Linked DNA regions of Pan troglodytes: region 1 is linked to region 2. The links are chromatin contacts, called in public HiChIP or PLAC-seq maps. All regions are on one chromosome and are shown on one strand. The core of a region is the stretch at or near the end of the contact, and the rest is flanking DNA. Distances in the headings are between cores, read along the strand shown. Region 1 holds the start of FYN (FYN proto-oncogene, Src family tyrosine kinase). Region 2 holds the start of LOC741253.

Region 1 (6,420 bases), core at 1,965-4,464, 390 kb before region 2:
TCAAAGAGAAGTTCTAGAACAATGACTACATTCTAATTTGTATAATAGAAGCTACTCATAAGAAAACAAAACTGGTGGTTGTGGAAGACAATATTACTTACCTTGGGTAGGCCAGGGACAGCGTCTCAGATCTTTAATCAAGTTCTTGGTAGAGATTGGCAGAATAGATCAAAACGGGAATAGTATACAAATCTTTTGCAGTGCTCTATTCACTTGTTCAGACCATTAGCAACTCCTCCTGAGGAGTCCAAATCCATTTAAAGCTACATTTAAGACGGGCAACAGATAAAAAAGTAGGTAAGCAAAGAATTACAAAAAACAGGATGAAGTCTTGATGGGAGCAGGTTAATCTGTCATTTTAATCACATTGTCTCTTTGTCCACTAATTAGATCAAGAAGCTATTACAGTTGCAGACACTAAGAAGTGACTTCTCTTGAAGAAACAGAGAGAGAGGAGGAGAGAGGGAGAGAGAGAGAGAGAGAGAGAGGACTTATCCCACCTACTCCAGATTTCCAGATTTAGCGTAAGATAGATTGAAGTAAACATGAGATTTCAAGGAGATCTATAACCTAAGAGTGTTTTTTTCTGAGAGCATATGACACTTAGTCTGTCCGGAATAGTTTGAGAACGGTTTTACTATTTTTCCCATTTTACGTATGAGGACACTAAGGTTCAAAAAGGATAAGCGACTTGCTTCATCAAAGTGCTCCCCATAGTGAACTGTGGAGCTGGAATCAGAAACAACTCCAGACCAGTGCTGCCCGATAGAGATATAACTTGAGCCACATAGGTTATTTAAAATTTTCTAGTAGATGCATTTAAAAAATAAAAGAAACAATTTAATTAACTCTAATAATGTTTTATTTAGCACAGTACATTTAGACTAACATTTTAACATGTAATCAATATTAAAATGGGATACCTTACATTCCATTTTTCATGCTTGATCTGAAATATCTAATACATCTTTTACATTTACAGCACATCCTAATTTGCAGTAGCCAAATTTCCAATACTGAAGTACATTTCAAGTACTTAACAGTCATGTGGCTAGTGGCTACCTCCTCGGACAGCCCAATTCTAGAACTATGGTCCTCAAGGTGCTGTCTCCAGATCGGCTGTATCAACATCACCTGGGAACTTGCTAAATGTGCAAATTCTTGGGCACCATCCCAAACCCCCTAAATCAGAACCTCAGGGGGTTAAACACAGCAATTCATGTTTAAGCAAGCCCCTTCAGTTATTTCTGATACGTGTCAAAGTTTGAGAACCATTGCTCTACACAACTGCCTCTGCATCCCAATCCAAATAAACCCAGAGCAGCCATTGCGGACTAGCCCTGAGGACGAAGAGCCTCTGCTCTTGAGATAAGCAATTCTTGGCTAAATGAAGCTGGCTTTCTCTTGTATGGAAATATCCTAGTCCTAGCTATGGTTCCATTTCTTGGGATTATGGAATTTCCAGACACAATTTAAACATGGTTTAATTTGTCATTTTGTTTAAGGAAAAGGAAAAAAATCCAGTAACCACTGTATACTGTCACCTTGAGTTAGTTACTTAACTTTTCTTTTCCTCAGTTTCCTCCTCCATAGGATGCAGATCATTTAATAAATGTTAGCAACTTTTCTTAAAAAGTAGTGTGTACAAAAAGAAAAAAGTCAGCAAAAGGGACAGATTTTTTTAAACTACAGTAAAAACAAGTAGTGGGCCGGAAAGGCAATATTATAGATTTTGAGCACAGAAGCAGAAGCTGATTCACTTATAATTTCTTAGAACATTAGATTTGCTGAGGGTGAAGGTAGGATTCTTGCCAAAATCATTAAGGAGAGCGATTCTGAGTATGCCTTAAAGCAGAACTTTCAGTAAACAGGAATTACCTATAAAGAAAATCAGGAAGCCAAAGTGTTTCTTTTTATGAAGTTACATCCTGCCATAGAAAAGCTGGATAGGAAATAAAGACCGATGCACTCCCAACTGTATACTAAACCGGCAATTATTTCATCAAGGGAAATATGAGCAAAAGCTCAGATTCAGTGAAGGGGAAAAAAACATGAGAAGTTTGAATGTTATGAGAAACCAAAGACAACCAATGACTACAATTAAACGAGGTTTTTTTGGGGGGGGGCGGGGAATGTACGAACAAATCTCTGTCATTTCAGGTTCCTTAGTCGCCGCTTGGCCCCTCCCCCCATTTCAGTAATACTTCCTCCAGACTTTTGCTAGAAAAAAAATATAAATGAGTGTCCGCAGAAATAGGGGACTGATAAAATGATCCTAATCTCCTTCTCCTCCTCATTGTTATTTCTTGTGCGTTTCCACGTTTCAGGACAGGATTCTACTTTGCTCCGTACTCTTTTCAGTTTGATCAAAGAAAACGCTGCTATCACCGCCCAATTTTCCATTTCATCCTCTCACCCTCAAATGAAAAGACACCAGAAAGGCAAGATAGCCCTGTCTCGAGGCAGTTTCCCATGGTTTTGGGGGAATGGCAGGTGCCAATCTGCAGCAGCAGCTGCAACCTTCCGCAAAGCGGAAACTGCAGTTCACACTCTCCGCTCTTTCTCCCGCCCTACTCCGCCACCTCACAACTCCACACAATCCTTAAAAACACACAGACCTCCTCCTCCAACCTCGCATCTTCTTGCACACCCTGCACCGCACGCACCCTGGGATGCCCGCTGCCACAGTAACGCTCAACCCACTCGGCGGCCCCACCCACTGCCGTCCCGCCCACGCCCCAGGCGCCAATGGTTGCGGCCCGCAGCTCCCAAGGGGCTCTTTGATAGGGCAGCCGGGCCTGTCACTCTCGAGGCGCGCCCCGCCCCCTCCTCCCTCCCCTCCGGAGCTGGAGGGGCAGAGCATCAGCAAGAGTAGCAGCGAGCAGCCGCGCTGGTGGCGGCGGCGCGTCGTTGCAGTTGCGCCATCTGTCAGGAGCGGAGCCGGCGAGGAGGGGGCTGCCGCGGGCGAGGAGGAGGGGTCGCCGCGAGCCGAAGGCCTTCGAGACCCGCCCGCCGGCCGGCGGCGAGAGTAGAGGCGAGGTTGTTCTGCGAGCGGCGCGTCCTCTCCCGCCCGGGCTCGCCGCGCTTCTCCCAGCGCACCGAGGACCGCCCGGGCGCACACAAAGCCGCCGCCCGCGCCGCACCGCCCGGCGGCCGCCGCCCGCGCCAGGGAGGGATTCGGCCGCCGGGCCGGGGACACCCCGGCGCCGCCCCCTCGGTGTTCTCGGAAGGCCCACCGGCTCCCGGGCCCGCCGGGGAGCCCCCGGAGCCGCCTCGGCCGCGCCGGAGGAGGGCGGGGAGAGGACCATGTGAGTGGGCTCCGGAGCCTGAGCGCCGCGCAGGTAAGCAGGCGGCGGGGATGCGTCGCGGGAGGCCTCGGGGATGCTGCGGAGAAGCCCGGCCGCCGGCGCCCCCGCGCACGCCGCCCCCGCCGTGGGGCCCGGTGCTGCGGTCCCTTGGCCGCCGGGGCGCTCCGCGGGGCTGCCGGGAAGTCGGTGCTTGGGGTCTTCCCGCGGTTGCACCGGAGGACACCCCTGCGGGGTGCGGCCCCGAGGCAGCGCGGGGATGGGGACCCCATTTCCTCGCCCGCAAGCGGGCGCCGGGTGAAAATGGGAATTGGCTTGGGGGCGAGGCTGGCCCAGACTCCGCCCCCGCCCTCCTTTTGGGGCCCCCCGCGGGGACTGGGGCTGTGTGTGTTGTTTTAATGTCAGGGATGATGTAATCACTTAATAATTGATGCCCCGTGCTGCTTCCCTCCCCACCCAACCCCTGCCCCACTCCTCCACCTCTCGGCCTCCTCCCTCGGCGGCGGTCGCCTTCTCCAACCCATCCTCCTGCCTATTTCTGGCACCTCCCTTGCACTTCCCCCATCCTCCCCTTCACTCTTCCTGTGCCACCACCCACCCACCCTTCCCCTTTCCCCTGTGCTGGAGCCTTCCCTCCTCTTCCTCTGTCCCCCACCCCTCTGCTCCCTCCAGCTCCTTTCTCCTTCCTTTCCGGCTCCCTCGCTGGATTTCCTCTCTACTTCCCTAGATCCATGGCTGTTTTTGTTTGGGCTCCTCCCCTCTGTTATCTCTGCGGCCACAGGCGGAGGGGACTGGGCCAGAAGGAGGCCACCGAGCTTGGGCCCAGGCAGAGATGTGCTGGGACTCACTGGGAAGAGGGATAATAAAATCACCCTTCTTGCCCCTCCTTCCCCCAATAAATCACACAGACTCGCCGGGTGTGTGTGTGTGAGTGTGAGTGTGACACAAAGAGCCCTTTCAGTGCATAGAGAGGAGACACACAAAGTACCCTAGGATAGGCACGATGCTTCTTGTCTCTCTTCCCTGGGGCTTCCCTTTCTTTCCCATGAAGCAGTTGATCTCTCTGAGTCTTTCCTGCCACATTTACCAAAAAATAAAAGAACCCCCAGATGCCGGGTGGCAGGTGTCGGCATTTTGCTGTGTTCAGAGACCGGTAGTGTTGACTGGCAGCTGCAGTGTTTCTTAGATTTAAGGGAACAGTTATCCCAGCAGTCTTAAGAGTTGCTTTACTTTTAAGGTAGCCTCCCCATCCCCTCGTTCTTTCCCCTCTCCTTTTGGGAACAAGTACTAAGAGCTGGGGTAGAGTAGATTGGTGTGGGGGTCACAAGAATTTTGTTTCTGAATCAGAATTAAATTGGTATTTGATAAGAGGGAGGCAGCCTGAATGGCTTCTTCTCTCAAGTCTAAGAGGGCACTGTGCTGAAGTCTTTTGAAATGAAATCCTGTCTGCCCAGTGATGTTGTTTTACCCTTTTATTGAAGTAAATACCTGGGGACGTGGATAAAACGGTCTAGAGTTAGCATTTGGAAGACCACTGCAGACTGCCTCTTGCCTGCTTCAAGGTAGTCTTGGGACGCCCACTTCCTTTCTCACCACCCAAGCAACTGCAATACTTTCCACCCTGTGTACTGTCTTCTTCCCCAGTCCCTGCTCCATGGGTACCCTGTATTCAGATGAAGGGACTCACAGACTTTTGGAGGAAGTGGTTTAACTATATGAGGCTTTGGGGCCACTTGGCTATGAACTGGGGCTGTAGAGAATCTTGACTGAAGTCTAAACCATTTGATGTTCCTTTTAAGGAGGAAATGTTAATGTAAATCTGGGGGCTTAATGTTCCGTTTTGTAAGCCAGTGACTATTACATGCTTAATCGATATTGTCAAAACTTAAGTTGAACCCGTTCTTTCCTAAAAGTATGGCTCCTCGACTATTTTTATAAGTAACAGAACTGTAGGTTTAGTCTTCAGTAATTTTATTAGAAAAGAGTTATGATTCATTAAATATTTACTTACACACTTTTTAAGAACATTCATCGTGGAACTTTTTACGTTAAAAAAAGCAATAGGGTTAATGAGTGTACTGTAAAAACAAAGGGTCGTTTGTTTGATGCCAGACCCAGGAAGGAAAGCCAGAGCACATAAACTCACACTCTGTTGACCAAGTTTAAGAGACTTAATGATAAGGTTGAATGTGAGCAAATGCACACTCTGCTTTCTCCTGGGTCTGGAATCTCCAACCCCATCTGACTTGCTCGAAGTCCTTTTTAACCTTTGGGGCCCAGCTCAAATGTCATCTCCTCTGTGAAGCCGTTTCCATCTTCTCCTTTCCAAACAAATCATCATGTTTTGGTTTCAAACTTTGGCAGCAGGCATTATGTTTCGCATGAGTCTATTTCCACCATTAGTTGGTCAGCACATTGATAAAAGGAACTTTATCTTACTTATCTTGTTTCCTACCAAGTTTTATCTTAGCGGGTACTCTGTTTCATTTAACATTCAACAAATGTGAGTTAGGTCTTTGGTATGTGCTCAACACCTGTATCAATTAGGCTAATGTTAGCATGTGTAACAAATAGGCCTGCAAATATATAATGGCTCAAAAGCAATAGACGTTTATTCTTGCTCATTTAATAGTCAAAAATTCATGTTTCTGGTTGGTAGGTGGCTTTCCTCCATGCAGTGATTCTGGGTCCCACACCCCTATCTTGTAGCTCCACCATCCCATAGCTTATCATTGTAACCTGTTTCAGTTTACAGAAGGGGCAACAGAGAGTAGACGGGGCACACCCACTTTTAAAATACCTTAGCCTGGAAGTGACACCATCACTTCCTCTCACATTCTTTACTTGAGGGCTAGTTATATGGCCACATTTAATTGCAAGGGAGCCTGGGAAATGTAGTTTAGCCATGTGCTCAGAAAAAAGATACAGAATAAATGTATTTTTATTGAACAGCTTTGTCAAACACTGCCACTTATCAAGGCACATTCACTGCCCTCAAGAAACTTATAGGCTAATGGGAATTAAATAGAAACCTAGAGCGGACACCCGTCATTGCTTTTCTTTTGATTTTATAAGTTTAGATCTTTTCATCCTAAGCATGTTTCAAAAATCTTAC
Region 2 (6,160 bases), core at 477-2,976:
AAACCCTTCAGGATTAGTTTTTAAGAGAAACCTTCCCGTTTTACATATGTAGAAACTGAGCCCAAAGAAACAAAATTATTTGTCCAAGGTCACGCCCAATATCAGTGGCCAAGTCAGAGAGGAACCCCTTGTTTCCAATTTAATAGCCAAGCCAGCTGCATGTTACTACTCTTTAAAACAAAAATTCCCTAACCGCATCGCTTCACCCCCTCCCGATTTTTGAATAAAGTTGTTTATTCAAAACGGCCCTTCCCCACGGTGGTGCTTTTATGCCTTCGGGTAGTAAAACCTTCCATAACGTGTTAGTGAAAAACACGAGGAGGCCACGTCTAACGCGGTGACTTTCACAGGCCTTTTTCTTTGGCCAAAATTTTCTCGGAAAGACTGTTAATCCTACATTCCGCTGGGGGAGGAGCGACGAGGGAGGAGGGAGGTCACCGGCAGCTAACAAGTCCTTACATGTACTTGCGCGTGCCCGGGACGCAGCCTGCGGGGCCGAGGAAACCAACGAAGGATGTATTAGGACGAGAGGGAAGGAAGGGGGCGGGAGAAAAACACGGTAGTGGGAAATCCCTGTGCACTGGATCTGCCAACCCCTCGCAAAGCTGAGAAGAGCCGTGCGTGAATAAATCTCATTAAATGGCCCGGCGCAGACACTGCGGCAGCAAAGAGGAGGGGGGCACCGCGGCTCGCGCGGCACGTTCGGGAAGGGGGAACGCCAGGGCGGCCCTTTTATAGGCCGAAGCCCGCGCCCGCGCCCGCGCGCCCCCACCCTTCGCACCGCCCCCGGGCCACGCGCGGAGCCGCGGCGTTACCTGAGAAGGGCCGGCTGCGTCCGCACCCGGCCCCGCCCGTTCCGCCGCCCGCCCGCTCTTCCCTCCCGCGAGGCCGCAGCGGCACGAGATCTGCGCCTCGCCTCCCTCCTCACGCGGGCGGATTTTCTTACCTTGTGAAAAACCGTCTCAGCGGCTGCCCCCGCCTCCTCTGCTGGATGTGAAATGGCGGTCGGCGAGGCAAGTGTGAGCATCGCAGCTCCTGCCAATCCTGCATAGCCGCCAAAACGGCCCCGAACACTGGCGCCCCCCTCCCGCAACCCCCTCGGAGCCCATCCATGAGATCGGTGCTCCGCCGCCCCTTCCGCTGCCCCTCACCCAGGTGACCGTGCCCGCCAGCCGAGTCATCGATCCCGCGCGGGTCCTGCCGGCCGCCGGCCGCCTCCCTCGCCGCGTGCCCGGGGAGGGGGAGAAAGCCCCTTCTCGGCCCCCGCCCTCCGTGTCCCGCCTGGGCGCCCGCCCTCTCGCTCCTTTTCCCGCCGAGCCCCCTCCCCCGCACTACTCGCAGCCTCCCTTCGCCACACACACCCCCCCTCTCCCCTCCCTCCAGTGGTTGCGTCCGTGACATCATCATCATGGCAACAAGAGCTGCAGCCTGGGACCGAGGAGCCCGTGTGATTCCCGGCGGTGGCGGCAGTGGCGGCAGCACCAGCACCGACGAAAGCTCGAGGGCTTCTCTCCTGCGGCCCCTTGCCGGGTGCTCCTGAGGAGGCGGCGGCAGCAGCGCCTATACCGCCCCGCCCGCCGCTCCTCGAGGTGCCTCTGTGTGAGGGGAGGGGGCCGTGCCGAGAAGGGGAGGGGGCGCCGCCGCCGCTGCGGAGGGAGCCGCCGCCGCTGCTGCTGCCGCTGCCGGGTCGCCAGTGAAGGGAGGCAGTGGCGGCGGCGGCGAACATGTTTTCAGTAAGGATAGTGACTGCAGACTACTACATGGCCAGCCCGCTGCAGGGGCTGGATACCTGCCAATCCCCCCTCACCCAGGCCCCTGTCAAGAAGGTGCCGGTGGTGCGAGTCTTCGGAGCGACCCCGGCAGGTAAGCGGGCGCCGGGCGCGGGGCGGGAGCGGGAGTCGGCGGGGCGCCGGGGCCGCCCTCCCCGCCGCGCACACGCGCGCACGCCGCCGGCGCCGGCCGTCTCCGTGGATCGCTGCCGCGTCTTCCCTCCCCTCCGCCCTCCTCGCCTTTTCTCTCGTGCGTGACAAGAGGCGCAAAAATGTGGGTCCGCGCGAGCGCTGCGCGGCGCCCCCACCCCCGGGCAGGGAGGTGGCGAGCGCCGCGTGTTTACACTGCGTGTGGCGGCCGGGAGCGGGAGCCGCACTCCAGGGCGCGGGCCGGGAGAGCGAAAGCCGCGGGCGCCCCGGACGGCGGGCCAGGTGGCCGCGCCATGTCCATCGGTGGACGGGTTCGTAGGGCCTGCTCTGAGGTCGGTCGCTAGTGGGACATCCCTTGTGTCCCCCAAGTGCCGCTTTCTGGAAACGGGGAAGTGTCAGCCTTGTTGTCAGTCGCTCCCCATGGTCTCTTCTCACCCTCGCTCTCCTCTGCCAGTTCCGGAGATGCAGTGGGCCGGAGAGAGTGGCGCTTGGGGCCAGATAATCTTTCTCACTGGGGTGACCGTGTGGCTCTGCTGTGAGTGCAGGTCGTGACTCCTTAGAGTTTAGTGCCTGAGCGTCTGGGGACAGGGCAGCATCCTTAGGTGCAGTGCTTTCAGGAAATGTGCATCCATGGAAGTAGGAAATGCGTGTTTATGTTGCCCAATCTAAAACATCACACTTAATGGGGTGAATTTATTAGGAACCACAGCCAGACTCAGCAGCACAGACATTTTGAAATGCTCCTAGGCTGGGCTGTAGGATTGCGTTTTAAGTACAGGTATATATTTTTTAAACACACCTATGTTGAAGAAGGGGTGGGAAGGGGAGACAGCCGTGACAGAAGGTACGTTCTCAAAAACTCTTGGGGCTTATGATAATATAAAAAAGATAGAGGCCCAATTTACTAGGTGTTTTAAAATGGTTTTGCTTTTTTGCATGCTTTGAACTGCTTCTATGAAATAATGGAGTTCTAGGAAATAATGCATCTTAGGAAAGGTTGTTCTTCCCTCTAGCTATGAATTGCCCTATGGGATTTTAGATAGCATTTCCCACTTGATGCTCCTTGCCCTCATCACCATTCATCTTATTACTACAGTCATTTTCTGTGGACTACCAAGATAATAGCGCTTTCCCAAACACAAGCACTCATTTTAAACCAGTTATCTTTTAATGTGAATTCTCTTTGTTAAAATGTCAATGTCGTGAGATTTGGTAGCATATTCCTATTTAAACTAGTGAATATGATCTTGATATGAACCTTGAAAGATGGGGATATTTGAGTGCTTTTAACGTGTTGAAAGTGTAACACTTGAAACTTTGGAGGCTGGGAAATCGAGGCGATGAAGTGTTCTATAAGATAGGTTTTCTGCCCTTTTAAATATAGTGGTGCTGTCTTTGTTTCCAATTGGAATTTCAGTGTAATGCACTGTTCTCACTTCAGATGCAGAGGAAGGATAAAATAGTGAAGTTGATATGGCCCTGTTCAGCCAAATTTCCGAATCATAAAGTGACATGCTAATAAGATATACTGTGGCATTTCTGTGTATTACAGCTTGTATGGTTTGAGTTACTTTTCCACACATAATTTTTTCTCCTCCACACAAGCCATTAAATATGTTTCCCTGAGAGATAGTCGAGCTTTGTTGTATAGGAAAGTTTCGTTTGTGGAAATAAATGAGTTTCACTGTAAGCTAATGTAATTCTATTACGTGAGGAAATGTTCCTTAAAAAATAAAGAATATTATATACTGTTGTTTTCCTGAATATTTTTTAAAAGACACATTAACTATTTCCTATTTCATCCTTCATGGACATCCCACAATAGATTACCAGCGCCTTAAAAAAAAAAAACAAAAACGAAAAAACCAAAGACTAAAAACCCCCATTGGGGTTTTTTTTTTTGGTACATACTTTGAAATTTATATTTTAAATGAATTAAAAAGTAACACTTTTATATGTACATTGAAAGACATAAAACTTGATATAGAGAAAGTCAAATTTTAAATTGTTAAGGATTATCAAATTGAATTTGCCATGTAGTTCACAGTTTCCAACAAAATGTTTGTTTCAACAAGAAAAAATTTGAAGTCATTGGCATACATTTAGAGTTTACACTTTTCATAAACCAAGCCAGCATTTTTATTAGCACGTCAGAAACTCCCAGTGAGATTAATATTAATTAAACATAATCAAAAACTGCAGAATTACCTGCTTTTGAATTATCTCCCCAAGGAAAACTAGTCCAATAAAATAAAACTTGAAAATTATTAATATAAAAGAGAGGCCAGTCTGACTTAGTAAAACTCTGAATGCTAGAATTTTTAATGAAGACAGATTTATTTGAAAGTAAAGATGTAAACATAATGCAAAGATATAAACATGGTTTGTATTATATCTTTATAGTTTATATCTTTACTAACAAGTAAAGTAAGGTAATAAAAATGTGTAACACATGATAAACCTATGCTACATAAAATAGCATAAACATACTTTTTTCATATATAAGAATTACTTTGGGAGGTCCTTAATGCTTTACTTTGGTTTGGAGAGAAAATGTTTTAAAATTGAGTTTGCCTTACAAATGAGATCCTGAAAAATAGCAACCAAAGATATTTTTTCTCAAATGAAGTGGCTGTTTCAAAATTATATTACAAATTCTGAACTGATTGGATTAATACCCTTTTACTAGTTTAGTTTTTCTATTATTGCATGAAAAGCATTTTTCTGCTTTAGAAAACCGTCCAGTTGACTTTTGATTGTTCTGTGTTTTGAGGACGTATCTTGAGTAATTTAAGAAATAAAGTGTTTTGGGTTTAAAAGCTCCCATGTCTTAAGTTGGTGAAATTTGAAAAGGTATTTTTAAAAAGAGGGATATTCAGGGCTGGGTGCTGTGGCTCATGCCTGTAATCCCAACACTTTGGAAGGCAGAGGCAGGAGGATCGCTTGAACCCAGGAGTTGGAGACCAGCCTGGGCGACATAGTCTGTACAAAACAAACAAACAAACAAAATTGGCTGGGCATGGTGGTGTGCACCTGTAGTACTAGCTATTTGGAAAGCTGAGACAGGAGAATCGCTTCAGCCCAGAAGGTTGAGGCTGCAGTGAGCCAAGATCACGCCACTGCACTCCAGCCTGGGCAACAGAGCAAGATCCTGTCTTTAAAAAAAAAAAAAAAAAGTTGGGGGGGGGGATATTCAGATTTGAATGGTAAATCCTGACTGATTTAATCCCTTGCCAACTGAGGATATTGATTCCTAAGGGAATCACTTAAAGTTTCTTCATCTGAGTTATGGAATTTTTTAAAAAACAAAAACAAATTTCCTCTCCATTTTTTAAACTAGTTTTTAAAATGTCTTGAACATTATTTTGACATAATCAAATTGAGCAGTATCATTTGTAGAATAAATTGTTAATTTTTTCTTTTATAACAACATTTTGGTAACTTGTTTTAATGGAGGGAAGAAAGGTTGTGAATAAAGTATAGGACAATGTTTTTTCATTTAGATTTGAATATAGGTGTGACCACTCAGAGGATTCACTACAAATGAAATCATCAGGCTTCATTTAAGGATTTGACTGAGGTGGACTTGGGAAGCTGTCCATTTTCCACATCTCGACTTTTGCTTAGTTGCTTGATGTAACTCACTTCATGCTGAGTTTAGACAGCTCTCACAGTTTCCTCAGCACCAGGTTAAACAGAACTATCCTTTCAAAGAGCTTCCCTGCTGAGATGCAGAGTAGGAGTAAATAGAAGAGTGTGGGATGTCCACAAAGCAAGTAATTAAACAAAGTAGGCCAGACAGACTATAGAGGGAGCTGCTTGTCTTTAAGATTACTCTAAGGAACTCTGCCACTTCCTCTAGCTTAGTGAATATTTTGGTAGATTGTTCTAGATACTGTTAGCCATGAAATCAAGCTTTTCAACATAAGGAATTGATAATTCTGAAATGCTATATAAGTTTATGTAGATGCTTATCCAATTATAAATATATTCTCATTGTTTATATTTTATAAAATTAAATATAAGAAACTACCAGAATAATCTTTTTTTTTTTTTGGTAAATTGGAGTTAAATTTGTAATAAGAATAATTTTGAAAATTAGCGTGTATCAACAACTCAGGTTCAAAAGTTTCTCTAATAGAATCTGCTTTGTTCATAGTCTGTTTTTTACTAAGCTATTTAAAAATATTTTAAGATCATATAACACCTATTTGATTACAATTATTGGAGAGATTTTCAGG

Evidence for each region. HiChIP or PLAC-seq counts read pairs in DNA pulled down with a chosen protein or histone mark.
Region 1: an H3K4me3 HiChIP or PLAC-seq map of stem cell-derived excitatory neurons shows a contact between it and region 2, with 2.6 times the contacts expected there. The contact joins the promoter of FYN here to the promoter of LOC741253 in region 2. A contact is called at or near these places in 1 of 7 Hi-C or Micro-C datasets (stem cell-derived neural progenitor cells) and 1 of 1 datasets of contacts at active chromatin or transcription factors (stem cell-derived excitatory neurons).

What each region holds. Positions count from the first base shown.
Region 1 is chr5:123,801,156-123,807,575 of NHGRI_mPanTro3-v2.0_pri, reverse strand. FYN (FYN proto-oncogene, Src family tyrosine kinase) reads left to right here and starts at 3,214. Exons shown (of 15, transcript XM_063812641.1): 1 at 3,214-3,341.
Region 2 is chr5:123,407,119-123,413,278 of NHGRI_mPanTro3-v2.0_pri, reverse strand. LOC741253 reads right to left here and starts at 1,726. Exons shown (of 4, transcript XM_063813277.1): 1 at 1,637-1,726; 2 at 947-1,560. The coding sequence starts at 1,726. It overlaps REV3L (REV3 like, DNA directed polymerase zeta catalytic subunit), which reads left to right and starts at 1,426. Exons shown (of 32, transcript XM_003950901.6): 1 at 1,426-1,863. The coding sequence starts at 1,725. LOC134807019 (a long non-coding RNA gene) reads right to left here and starts at 892. Exons shown (of 3, transcript XR_010157768.1): 1 at 816-892.